3 separate regions of the Drosophila melanogaster genome follow, and all the other regions are linked to region 2. The links are chromatin contacts, called in public HiChIP or PLAC-seq maps. All regions are on one chromosome and are shown on one strand. Each heading gives the region's core, a stretch centred on a gene start, on an enhancer-like site or on the middle of the called end of the contact. The rest is flanking DNA. Distances are from core to core; before and after follow the strand shown. Region 1 holds the start of MtnE (Metallothionein E). Region 2 holds the start of Hs6st (Heparan sulfate 6-O-sulfotransferase). Region 3 holds the start of Stat92E (Signal-transducer and activator of transcription protein at 92E).

Region 1 (4,046 bases), core at 861-3,360, 530 kb before region 2:
AGACTAGCTAGAAGAATTGAAACTTCGTACAGGGAACGAAACAAATTACGAATTTACATGCAGAATATCTATATATATTTATATACGTATATATGTACACAAGCGCTTTCTTGCCGCAGATGGTGAAACTATTTTTAAAAACCAACTTAGCTGCGTATTTTAAATGTTACTCGTGTACCTACTACTTGCGACTAAAAACTATTAAGAACTATTTTCGTAGGTTTTCGTTTATACATTTTATATTGAACTCTTACCTTTTTCCTTGCAGCTTTTTGTGAAACGCCAAAACACAAGAACAACATCAACATCAATAAGATCTAGCCGATCAATGCATGCAAATTGAGCACCTCAACACAAACACCTTCAGCTCACAGCCAGAACATTGTCTATATAATATATCGTGATTATGATTGTGTCTGACTTATGCAAAATTTAGAATTTCTGTGTTGTATAAACCTTTGGAATGTGTCCGCACGTTGTTTTATATTTTTATATATATCTTTTATATATGTATACATATGATTTCAATTTGTGCACTATGACGTGTTCGTCTGTGACAAAGCATTACGTTTAGATGATACTGACAAAATAATCGGTTTAGTTAGTGAGTAACTATTTGTTGAATCTAAATTTTTGATTTTGATTTTAATTTTATGGCCTAATTTTAAAACTTTGATATACAATTTAATTCGCGTGCTAAGCCTATGTTAAACGAAAGTGGAAAAACAATCAACGAGAGCAGCAACGCAGGGATTGATTGCTTTAATTTTAGTTATAATCTAAGTAAGATTGAATTGCTTTATGTAACCCCATCCTTTATTGGCTTCCAATGCTGAAAATGCGCAAAAATTTGAACTAATCAATGTATATTTTTTTGAAACTTGTTTGTTTGAGTCATCAGGGCAGAGTTTGCAATGCATTTCAAATGCGCCACATGCGATTGCCTTTTTAGTCAGCTATTAGAGACACGAGGACCATATTACGTTTGTTTGAGAGATCGTAAACATAATCATTTATGTATGTAAACAACAACAATAACACAATACTACACTTAGCTTTGTACGTGAACCTTAAGAATTTTATAAGACTTAAGTACACCCCAAATAAATATACAATTCAATAAACTTGAAACACTTAAATGCGAACGGGAGCGGATTTCCTTTTGTGTACTCACAATTTGCGAAATCAAATGTAATACTGTGTACGTAATGTTTTAATGTTTAATTGTGAAAGCTATTGCACACACACACATTCCCCAAAAACTATAAACAAACAGCACAAAACACACAAATACACACGAGAGAAGCTCGCCAAAAACAATGTTGATATTTGGATACTATTATTTGATTGTCCTGTTCTCACGGTGTACTTGAACTAAATGTGTACATTGTGTAAGTGTTTTAAATGTAATTTCGAACGCTAATTGGGTGTGCAATTTCTAAAGCTAATGTGGGAAATAACTAAAGAACTATTCTTGTCAAAATGGCCAATAAAGATTTGATTTTAAACATTAGTTTCAATTGATTGTGTATTTTATTTCGTTGTCATGCCAAAGGGTCTTTCATCACACAGATGAGCTCGAGATGGGTCCTGTATCTAGTTTTTGGTGGAGCAGCACTTGTCCTTGGGTCCGTTCTAGCAGGAGCACTGGCACTGCTGGCTGCAGGCGCAGTTGTCACCGCACTTGGTGGCGGAGCACTGGCAGTCTGAGGATTAAGTAGGGAAGTTAGCAACCGCACTTGTTTAACTAGTATGATTACTAGTACACTCACTTGTTCCACAAGCCTTGCAACCCATTTTGTGTTAAAATATTTTGTTGTTGATTATATTAAAATAAACTTGATTCACTTAGCCGTTAGCTAGCACTGTTTGATGACTGTCGACTGGCGGTCCAGCATTCTTATAGAGCTTTCACTGCTTTGCGCACCAAAAAAATCAATTCCTGTTATCAGGGCGTGTGCAAATCGCTTTATCATCGCCGGGCAGAAAAATGCTTTTGCGCACGCCGATCGACTTGCACACGGCTTTCTTATCTTATCGGGCAGAACGGCCCACAGTTTCGATTGGACTGGATCGGGTATAAAGAGGAGGATTTCCCAACCAGAAGGCATCAGCAAGTTCAACAAGCTTCTAAGACTCGGAATTACCGCAGTAAATAAACAAAAAACAAATCAACAAGATGCCTTGCAAGGGATGTGGAAACAGTGAGTACCAGTCACCCCAAGTGGGAAAACTTATATTTTATAAAGTAATACTAATAGAATGAACTCTCCACCTCTACTAGACTGCCAGTGCTCAGCCGGAAAGTGCGGAGGTAACTGCGCCGGAAACAGCCAATGCCAATGCGCCGCCAAGACGGGAGCCAAGTGCTGCCAGGCCAAGTGATGGCCGGATCCATTTGGATTAGGTTAAATAGTCTCTAATAGTTGTTACAAACCCCTGCCTGACGCTGAATAAAACCCATTATAATGTTGTGCTTATCTTAATTTAATATTACTATTAATTATTGCGAAATGTTGCACTTTAAATCCTTTCAAAAATTGAAACAGAAAAGCTTCGTTATTGCAAATTGTTACCTTCTTAATCCAGGTCGTCATGCAGTTAACAGTGATTCACATTTTTTGGCAACAATATTGAATCCTTAACATTATAAATCGTATTATAAATTTATTGTGCCTGCTTCTAAAGTAGACTTTAGAGCTACTCATGCATAAAAGTAGAAAATAACTGAAAAAATGTTCAGGCATTTGTGACGGAAGTCTTCATTTCAGGCCCCACTTTGGGCATAAGTTTATAATCTACGGGGTTTATTTAATTTGCAGCGAAGCAAAACAGCTCGCTACCACTTTCTATGGCCCATTTAGCCAAGTGTGGTTAGTGTGGTTGGCTGTGGAGCAGGTGCGTTAGTTGAAGGGCCATCAGCCGACAGAGAAGGGGACTCGAGTCGCCGCAGTCTTTAAATGTGCAACTTGGAGGGGCCTCTGCTGGCAGTGGCGAGCAGCGAATGCATGTCTGAGTGCCACAGTCGTGTCCTTGCCACACTGCTCGGAGGAGTCCTCTAGGATGCGTGCTGTAAACAGGTTGAAATGGCAGGATGGCGCAGGCAAGTGGTTAAACATCTGGCAGATTGAAAGCCGAGAATGACACGCTCTCTGTCTGTCTGTCAATTCGCATCCGAAAGATGCATTAAGCGCGCTAATTGCAGTTGACAATCTTATTTAACAGGCAGTCGAATTTGGGGAACTGCCGGTTCCGGAGTCCAAGGTAATCTAGTTGGATATCCTAGGAGCTTGGCTCTTGGCCGAAATTCCCATTTCAGCGATTTAATATCGTTAAGCGGCGGAAATGGAATCGCGCCAGGTAACTGCTCACTGCTAACTGATTTTTGCTTTGCCGGTCTTTTCCGCCAAGTCATCAAAGTTAATTCGTATGGGTGGAAGTTTGAGCTATGATGTTTTTACAGCCATTTCCCGCTTCGAAATGCCAGTCAGCCATTTTCCCTTGTTTTGCTCTATTTGCTTTGTTTTGCTTCCTGGCCGGAAATTCGTGTCACACCATTTGCCAGCTGCTGCCTGATAAAGTGACACGTCGACATTGAAAGTTGCAGGCTGCAAGTGGGTCACGCGATGCGTTTAAATCTCGGCTTAGGGGGCGCATACGCGGTCAAAGCAGTGACGCACACGGGACGTATACGCGATGAGCACTCTTAAAGCGCAAACGCAAACAGTTAATTACGACATTAAGTTTTCATGTCGCAGCGAAGTGAAACGGAGCAAAGCGGAAACAACTGCAATGCGGGCACTTCGTGAGGACTTTGTCGCCAGGCGAAAGGCGAAAAAGGACGAGGCGCCCGGCGCATCACTTATGCATAAGAACATTTTAACTTTTCGCTGGCCACTTTCGACCCTCGACGGGATCAGGGTTAAGGAATAAGGGATCGGGTAATGCAGAATATACGCTACGGTACACGGTATTCCGGAAACAGGGGACAAAGGACACGGGCTCGTGTTTATCTTTGCGTGTGAATCTCGCCTCCTGGCGACAGT
Region 2 (4,656 bases), core at 495-2,994:
TTCGGCGGCGGCGCATTAATGCGCGATATCAGAGCAGAATTTGGATTCTGTTGCATGCCGCCGCCTTGGCCCACACCGCCCACATTGCCTGCTCCCTGCATGAAGGGCGGACGCGCCTGACCAGGCTGGTTGGGATACATCCAGCGGTTTTGGCCGGGTCCCACGTTTTGCTGGAAGTTCTGATTCTGCATTTGATTGGAAACGAATTGATTCTGCTGCTGCTGCTGCAATAGTTGCTGCTGCTGCTGTGGATTGAGTAAGCCCGCTGGGGGATTTGGACCGGGCTGCTGTTGCTGCATCGTGTTCATGTTCATGACCTGCTGCTGAGGATTGCCTTGTTGTTGCTGTTGCTGCTGCTGTTGTTGTTGCTGTTGCTGCTGCTGGGCTGGAGTGGTGTCCATGGGCATGCCCTGCCCTTGTTGTTGCTGACCAGCTTGATTTTGTTGCTGTTGTTGTTGCTGCTGCACTGTAGCCTGTGCCGCATTGGGTGCAGCCATTTGGGCCGCCATGCTGTTGGGACTAGGTGCTCTCTCCTTGAGGCTGTATCCCTTTAGAAGCACTAGGTGTCTTATGTTCTTGGCATAGTTTTTGCTCGTAATGGGCTGATCTCCGTCGGCCTTCATGAAAAGTTTGAACAACACCGGCATCTTGCGTGGCGCAATAATGGAGAGATTGATTTTGCGCTCGTTGAAGAGCGCCGCCAGCTGCTCACATGATTTGCCCGGATACTTCCACGACTCCGTTGTGGGCATCTGGTACGGCGGACTGTTGCAGATGAGAATGCAGTGCCTCTGGACGCTGGTCTGATCGAGCAACTGGCGCCTTTCGCTGATGTCATCAAAACAGCCGTGGGCCGCAGCAAATCCTTCGGCCATGTGGGCACAGGACTCCATTCCGCCTCCCACTAGTGGCAATCTTTCGATCGTCTCCATCACTTTTTGGGGCTGCAGAAAGGGACCATAGGTTGAACAAACTGGCTCCAGCAGATTGGCCGCTGTACGGTAGACCACAATACCGTACAGAGTGGCAAAGCGCTCCGCAATCAGGTATTCCCGCTCGTCGATGGAGCCAGTGGTGAAGTGCTCCAAAGTCGGCAGGATGTAGTTGGTCTTTAGTTCGTTGATGTAGGCTCCGTTGATGGCGCTGCCCTCGATGACGAAGACCACGTCGGCCAGGGGAATCTGGTCCACCTCCATTGGACGATGGGAGTTGGCTTTAAGTTGAAAAACTTGTTGCAAAAAATGTAAACTATGTTGTCTGCTTTACACCGCTCTTTTACTTTTTTCGTTTGTTTTGCATATCGCTCTGCTGCTATCGATAGTCAACTTATGGTTATCGCTCAGCGATTGCTAGGGCTGCAAAATAAATGAATATTCAAAAGTGCCCATAAAGTTGGATTTAAGAATATGCAGATTGCCTTGAAAACTTGTTTCTATTGAATTCTTTTTCTATTTTCACAAATAAAAAAACGTTTGGTGTTTATCTAATTAACTTAAAATTGAATATTGCATACAAAAGATAACTATAAATAAGATATTACGATGTTTTATGTTAGGTATCATAATTATAGTTGTTTTATGTATGTATTTTCAATGGAACTATAAAGTTAATTCTTTAAATATTCGTTACCAATAGTTTATATCGATGGTTGCAAGTGCTGCCAGACTCTCGCAGCGAGTTTCCGTTCGGCAGTCTGGCAGCGCGGTCAGCTGTTCCTATTGCCCAACTTGCGCAGTTCGTTTTGTTCAGTTCATTCGCCGATTTTGAAGAATGCGGACGTTGACGCTGGTACCGCGTCGTTTTGCCAAAATAATTCGTAAAAAATATACGCAAAACGCTTAGAAAGTGTCAATTAACTAAACATTAGCTATTGAGCAGTGCAAGTGCAGGAAAAACGATCGCAGAAATAGCCGAAAACACATGAAAGTGCGAATTGCGGGCTTTTTTGTGGCTGGCACAGAATGTGTGGCACAAAGCGGAAAGCGCGCTAATTGAGCGTGCGAGCGCCTGAAACGCAGAGAAATGTAAATAAATAAACGTGTGACGCCGCGACAATTGTGAAAAGTGCACAAACACGACGTTTGGCAAGTGAAAAGTGAGTGAAATCTAGATAAATTTCATTAAATTGCCCATTTCGCATCTGGCAAGAAGAACAGCTGTTGTTTGGCATCTCGCTCTGTCTGGTTGTCCTCTCTCTTATTTTGCCCTCTCTCTGTTTTTGTTGCTCCCCTTTGCTTCTGTTTTTTTTTACTGCAATGTTGCTAAATCGTTTGATTCTATTATTATAATTATACTCCTTGCCCTGACGTCACTGCCTCGAAAAACCTGATAATTTGGGTAGGCAATTAGCATGGTTTAAGTATAGTTTAGAGTACAGAGAAGTGAATTAAACGGCCATGTGTGCACAGCATGCATGCTTTTTTGTTATTGTTGCCTGGCAACATGTTTCGCCACATCTGCCTTTTTTTTCTTGTCTCTCTGTTAGTCCAATTTGCCAATAAGCAACTTTTCCATTTGTTTACAATAATTGTGATCGCTACAGAAGCACCGATCGTGAAGTAAAAAGCGCCTACATAAATATAAGGCACCAGTTATGCTTGGGCGTCACTCCGACTGCCGATCGCCAGTTATTTTAGTTGGGTGTTTGTACATTTAAATACCCTACCTAAATGCAACTTACTCGCATGTAGTCAATATCATTCAAACCCTAATATGTTACGCATTTTCCAATCGGGTTTATCACATATAAACAATATCGAAGCCAGATAAAGCGACTTGTGATAATAATCACCCATACAACAAAGGCTGTTCATTCATTATATTTACCATATTATTGATAACTATTTTTATAACTGAACTACAATATGTTCTTATAAATAAAGAATCACTAGATAATTTAAATATTAAATGAAATAAGTACAAACTATTTTTTAACTATAATAAGTTATTATTTGAGTAATTGCACGTATTATCATGTACGGATGTAGGTTTTTTGCTTTAAATAATAAACGTATTTAAACGTATTTTTAATTGATTAAGGGTATACTAAATGCATTGCTTTCGGCTCCGCCATTCACTTTCCACTATTGCGTCATTATTGGTTGATTTATGTATTTTATCGTTACGCTATACATTTGCAGATCGCATTCGCGCGTGGAAATTTAATTTAAGATTTCCCACACAAATAAAGATAAATTTGTTATTGCACAAACGTTTGTTATTCACGCCCGTCTTGAATACTTACTAATAGATTTGCAATTAAAATAGGGTCAGATTAAACGATAAATCAACTTCACCGCCTGCTTATCAGTTTTTGACCCTAACAAAAAAATAGAAAGTCCAATTAACTATGTATGTACGTTTTAATTGTGAACTTCTTATCAGTCTGCCATAGATTTAGGTTCTTAAAAACTATTTTTGATTTTCCCCTGAAGAGCTTTCAGCTACTAAGTAAGTGGCTAGATAAGGGCTAGACAATTTGACAGACCGCTTTATCGGCATGGTCAAGTGGTAACTAATCGGAAACGGTGTTGCTTTTGTAGTGCTCCCAAAACTAATAGGTTTCTAACCGTTTTTCACTCTTACTCCATTTGCAGGCACTGAAAGCCGAGAGACAAGGAAAACCCATTTCCGCGCCAAGTGCAATGGGCGAAGGTGTTCCCATTTTTCGAGTTCTTATCGGGCAGCGACTGAAGTATGATTGAGTTGGCCTCGCCTCCGATTCGCGTCTGGTTCTCGTTGCGCTAGGCCGATACGGATACCCGCTTGGACTCCACTCGGGTGGACCCTTGTTGGACCTTTAGTGCGATTTTCGAGGGAGGCCAGGGAATGGAACATGCCCGGGGATATGCATAAGAACGTATCTGTTCAAGTCGATAGTGATTTTGCCTTATTGCTGCCCAGTGGTGTTTATGAAATCAAGAAAATGGAACCGCGCTCCAAAATCCGAACAATCATTGTGTTTTGCCTCTTCCTGGCCATCGCCGGCATCATCGGATTTGGATACTTTTGTCAAGATCAGGTAAGTGCCAAATCCCCTCATTAATTCCCATTGCTTATAATTTATAATTTTCTGTTACTTGGCTCCAATGCAAATTAGCACACCAATTGGCGAAATGCTGAATTTATTCATTAATATTTGCCGTACATGTGTGCTTTTATTGGAATTACCATTCATACATTTTTGGATCGCACGAAACTTGTTTTGCTATGGCGCATTAATAAATTTATTATTTAAAATATTCGTATAAAAATATGCGTTGGAGTGTTTTTCCCTTCGGCGCTAAAGACAGCTTTTATAATATAGAACTCTTTCTCGATGTTTATCAATTTTTTGGGAGCTTTAATTAGACAAAACAAAATGTTTTGTTTACAGCCTTTCGGTTGGCGCCTTTAAAACTCGGAAATTGTTTACGCAAACGCAAAGGTGCTAATGAAATTCCTCCAAAAATGGAAAATGTGTAACATAATAAGATTTCGCTTGCAGGCGATTGTGCTTCTGTGTTATTATTCATAAATCTTTGACACGCGTGCCCCGTATTGAAATTAGTCTAATCTGTAGCATAAAGTTTACAAACAACTATGGATTTCTGGTTGGTATATTTGGGTCACTACTCATAATATCGCCCATAAATCTTCGGCGTGGTTGATTGAAAT
Region 3 (4,511 bases), core at 1,736-4,235, 540 kb before region 2:
TAAAGTTGCACCTAAACTATTAGCTACTGTGCTTAGAAGAATTCTAGATTAAAATAAAATCATTTACCAATAATTCATGGTACAATAGAAATGCTTTCAGTTTAAACCTAACCTGTTAGTTGGATTTTAGAAGCTTCATTCTCAAAATATTAATATATAAGTTAGTTGTGCTATTATGTTGACCTCAGCTGTACAGCAGCGCCCACTCAGTTTGCTATATGTGTCTCTGCTGGGAAGTCTTATGAAAGCAAAGCAATTTTCGGCTGGTTTAGATTAGTTTTGGCCATATTGAGCTCTTATCAGTGGTGTCGATAAGCCTGCGCTTTTTTGGTGGTCCAATATAGCCGGCTCAGATTGATATGCAAATTGATTTCAGGTCCCCCAGTCCGAGTCTGCGATGAGCCGACTCCTGGAGAAGCCCAACATCGCCATGTCCATCAAGTCCACGGGTAGTCAGCTCTCGAGCACGATGACGACAGCCTCGGCGACGCTGTCCTCGGACCTGGACGATGCGGACACATCCCGCACCCAGCTGAGTCCATCGGAAACATCTGGAGTAGTCCTCGTACCCGCCACTACAGTCACACCCAGTAAGTAAGGCGCAAAAGACAATTCACGAGAGATTTGTTTTCCAGACGCATAGCCAAGGATTTCAAACATTTTGATACTTGAAGGCAGTAAATAAAGCTACAATCTTAATTAACATGTACAAAAATCAAATTCAATGAACTTTCTCGCAATGTGATTTCCAATTCCTAGTAACTACTAAGCATTATAAAATGGACCTATTTAACTATGAGCTTAAATCCAGGACTCATTTTATAGTAGGCACTTCGATTCCACTTGAATGCCAAACATGTCCAAACAAAAATTAGGGAAACGCTAAATTACATTGGCGACACAATGAAAACTCTTGAATTTTTGTGTTTGTCGACAGTAAAATGTCGAGTATTTGACTTCAAACCGAACTAAATTATAGAGCGTAGTGGAGTGTCAAAGTTTCCTATGTCCCTCCGTTTATTTATCCATAGTCGCGCATTCGGGTATGAATGCATATTGAGATTTTCTATTCATTTTCTACCATTTACTATTTCAGTGCGCCAGAAAATCGACCAGGTGGTGATCAGCCTGATATCCGGAGCAGCGGCGGGGGCGCTGGCCAAGACGGTCATCGCCCCGCTGGACCGCACAAAGATCAACTTCCAGATCCGCAACGATGTGCCCTTCTCGTTTCGAGCCTCGCTGCGCTACCTGCAAAACACCTATGCCAACGAGGGCGTTTTGGCCCTGTGGCGGGGGAACTCGGCCACGATGGCCAGAATCGTGCCCTACGCAGCCATACAGTTCACGGCCCACGAGCAGTGGCGTCGCATCCTGCACGTCGACAAGGACGGCACCAAGTGAGTTGTACTATGCTCTAGATTCTCACCAACTTCATGGCGAATCATTCTATTTTGCAGCACGAAAGGTCGTCGGTTTTTGGCTGGCTCCCTGGCGGGAATCACCTCACAGTCGCTGACGTATCCTCTGGACCTGGCACGCGCCCGCATGGCCGTCACGGATCGGTATACTGGCTATCGGACGCTGCGACAAGTCTTCACCAAGATCTGGGTGGAGGAGGGTCCGCGGACGCTGTTCCGCGGCTACTGGGCGACCGTTCTCGGCGTGATTCCCTATGCGGGCACCTCCTTCTTCACCTACGAGACTCTTAAGCGGGAATACTATGGTAGGAATACTACCTATATCCTAATATAAAATTCTATAGACTTAGGGGAGATGTTCATTTAAAAATTCTTGTATATTGTATATGTCCATAGAATTCGGTTTTAAGCCCCAAGTTTATTGTGGAATTATACAGATAATTTCAATTTAAACCGGCATTCTGGGTCATTGTCATTATTTTGATTATGCTAGTAGAAGTTACCTATATTCTAATTAAGTGCTCACTGAATTTGCCAACTAAATGACTTGTTTGCTTGCAGAAGTGGTCGGCAACAATAAACCCAATACTCTAGTCTCGCTGGCCTTCGGTGCTGCGGCTGGTGCCGCCGGGCAAACGGCCAGCTATCCATTGGACATTGTGCGGCGAAGAATGCAGACAATGCGGGTGAACACGGCTGGCGGAGATCGGTACCCAACCATCCTGGAGACTCTCGTCAAGATCTATCGGTGCGTGCAAATCTTTGTCAACGATTTTATTCATATTTTAATTGCGATTTTAATTACGATTTCCAAACAGTGAGGAGGGCGTCAAGAACGGTTTCTACAAGGGACTTAGCATGAACTGGATCAAGGGACCCATCGCCGTGGGCATCAGCTTCTCCACCTACGATCTGATCAAGGCGTGGCTCACGGAGCTGGCCAACTTGAGACGGGTTGAGAAATAGCCCAGCTCCCTGCCCCTGCCACTCGTCACCCATAAACACCACACCAAAAACGCACTGCTTTGATCTTAAGTCTCGCGATCGATGGATGAGCTGAGGAAATAGAAGTGAAGCACCGACATGCTCTAATTGTTAGATATTTTTTAGCTGTTAGTTGTGAGGGAGAGAAGCGATGAAGTGAAGACACCCGAAAGCGCTTAACTTTGTTATTAACCGTAATTGATTTATTATCGCCGTAAGCCGAAAGTATATCAGCCAATAAACTGTCTGAATAATGACTCGCCTGGCACATACTGCTCCCCAGGACCTCGTATTCAATGGTGTTGCTTTGACAATAACACTCCTAGATTAATGATTACGATTTACCCGAACATTTTGTATATTGTGTATTGCCAACTCAATGTCAAGGCGCTGCGACTGTTAAAATAGTCATGAATTTGAGGGTGTTCACACCAGCATATACTATGTAATTCTTGTATGTTAGTGTGTTTTTATTATTAAAATTTACAAAATTGTTTAACTGATCGATTATCTCAATCGTTTTTAAAACGCGCGCCATCGGTTGTGACAGGTGGCACCTCCGGCGATTACGCGATAACATCTTTTGCGGGGGTGCTGTATATCGAAATATGCTGGTAGTCGCGTTCGCAAAAATTCGAGTGCTCGCAAAACGAAAACAACGTAAATTTAGTGCGTTTTAAAAGTGATAATTAAGACTATTTGCCCTGGAATTAGGTGGCCCAACAGCCGTGAGCTGCAGGCGGTGTTGTTTTAAGGATAAAAAGCGTTTTTCCCCCAACACCTGCCATAACCAAAAAGGCAATCTGAAAGGTGAGTGATTTGCTGTGCTGCGCCGATTGTGGAATGGATTAATTATTTAAGGCCTATTGATTAGACGGGGCACAGCCTTAAAAAAACCCCTCTCCGAGCACCAACCCTCTTCATTTAAAGAGGGTCGGGGGTGGCATTCTCATGCTCGCTTGTTGCTGCGCACAACAGGTGAAAATTCAGAAGTCGCGTATGTTTATATGCAGAATACACAAGAGTTGGCAAAAGACCATTAATTGTGCTTCTCTGCGTCTGGGGTAACCTTGACTTTCGGTGGACAAATCAATCAAATGCAATTAATTACACCGCCAGCGGTGCATATGTGTGGGTGGCAGCTCGTGTGTGTACAGACAACATGCGCACTCATATCTGCGGCGCCACAATGATGCGAAAATGGGTGTAAACCCCCTTTGATAAATGTTTGTTTATCGCAATTAGCTTCGCAAATTGTTTATTCTTTAGCAGCCGACAGTGCTGTTAACTTAACAGGGGTGCGAGGGTTGCACTTCGGGTTATCAGAGTTTTCCACCATCAAATTCATTTTACTTCTAAATAATAACTTCAATCAACTTATTTTTCTTTAATTAACTCACAAAGTTTAGTGGAATATTAGCACGATAGAGATATATATTTCGTAACTTGTTTAGTCTTAATGTTTCTTTTAGAACATCTTTACGAAAAATCCTAAATGCTATTTGTTTAATTATGTGCATTCCAAGTCAAAAATTTATAAGTAATAACAATTCAAAAATTTTGTTTTACCATAGTTATCGAGCTTTGGTCCCTGGTTGTTAACAATATTTTACTGCGCTGCTCTATAAAATTAAATCAACTTATTTTCTAATTAGAATTTCCTATCTTCCCGGTTTGGCAGAGATTTATCAGAATCGATACCCACTGTTAACAGCGATTGTTCACATGTGTTCATCGTCCGATAGTATCGCATGTGGATCGCTTTCGCTCCAACTCTAGAGACGCGGCAGTCGTTTTTTAGCCACTATAGGGAATTGTTCGAATGCGGAGCAATTTTCAAATGCGCAACCAGTTGAATTCTTTTGCAAGTGCACTTTGTTTTCAAGGATTCGTTTAACTGATAGGATTTCCTTTGGTCGAGACTCTAGTTTTTTTTTCTAAATTCTCAGTGCGTGTGCGGGTGTGCATGTGCGTTCCGTCTCCCTCGCACTGCGTCGTGTGTGTAATGTTTGTGTGTGCGTGAAGCCAGCGCGATTTAAAAATAAAACGGCAAATACATAATAAAAAATATCGAAGAGCAACAGCGGCAGGCGTACCAATACAAAC

The links. HiChIP or PLAC-seq counts read pairs in DNA pulled down with a chosen protein or histone mark.
Region 1: a contact with region 2 is called in a Psq HiChIP or PLAC-seq map of the Kc167 cell line, with 4 times the contacts expected there. The contact joins the promoter of MtnE here to the promoter of Hs6st in region 2. A contact is called at or near these places in 3 of 107 Hi-C or Micro-C datasets (the D17-c3 cell line, cellular blastoderm embryo and wing imaginal disc) and 1 of 6 datasets of contacts at active chromatin or transcription factors (the Kc167 cell line).
Region 3: a Psq HiChIP or PLAC-seq map of the Kc167 cell line shows a contact between it and region 2, with 7 times the contacts expected there. The contact joins the promoter of Stat92E here to the promoter of Hs6st in region 2. A contact is called at or near these places in 2 of 107 Hi-C or Micro-C datasets (cellular blastoderm embryo and wing imaginal disc) and 1 of 6 datasets of contacts at active chromatin or transcription factors (the Kc167 cell line).

Annotation. Positions count from the first base shown.
Region 1 is chr3R:20,532,768-20,536,813 of dm6, reverse strand. It overlaps MtnE (Metallothionein E), which reads left to right and starts at 2,110. Exons shown (of 2, transcript NM_001300498.1): 1 at 2,110-2,204; 2 at 2,285-2,793. The coding sequence starts at 2,180. The coding sequence ends at 2,385. MtnD (Metallothionein D) reads right to left here and starts at 1,852. Exons shown (of 2, transcript NM_176518.2): 1 at 1,773-1,852; 2 at 1,513-1,706. The coding sequence starts at 1,797. The coding sequence ends at 1,597. It overlaps Stat92E (Signal-transducer and activator of transcription protein at 92E), which reads left to right. Exons shown (of 8, transcript NM_001275828.1): 8 at 269-1,491.
Region 2 is chr3R:20,005,600-20,010,255 of dm6, reverse strand. It overlaps Hs6st (Heparan sulfate 6-O-sulfotransferase), which reads left to right and starts at 1,744. Exons shown (of 6, transcript NM_001275821.1): 1 at 1,744-2,095; 2 at 3,597-4,021. The coding sequence starts at 3,836. MED25 (Mediator complex subunit 25) reads right to left here and starts at 1,309. Exons shown (of 1, transcript NM_142597.4): 1 at 1-1,309. The coding sequence starts at 1,196.
Region 3 is chr3R:20,550,785-20,555,295 of dm6, reverse strand. Stat92E (Signal-transducer and activator of transcription protein at 92E) reads left to right here and starts at 2,985. Exons shown (of 8, transcript NM_001275828.1): 1 at 2,985-3,215. It overlaps DPCoAC (Dephosphocoenzyme A carrier), which reads left to right. Exons shown (of 6, transcript NM_001300499.1): 2 at 377-590; 3 at 1,097-1,400; 4 at 1,461-1,726; 5 at 1,986-2,169; 6 at 2,240-2,911. The coding sequence starts at 398. The coding sequence ends at 2,387. att-ORFB (alternative testis transcripts open reading frame B) reads left to right here and starts at 896. Exons shown (of 5, transcript NM_206523.3): 1 at 896-1,043; 2 at 1,097-1,400; 3 at 1,461-1,726; 4 at 1,983-2,169; 5 at 2,240-2,661. The coding sequence starts at 1,006. The coding sequence ends at 1,712.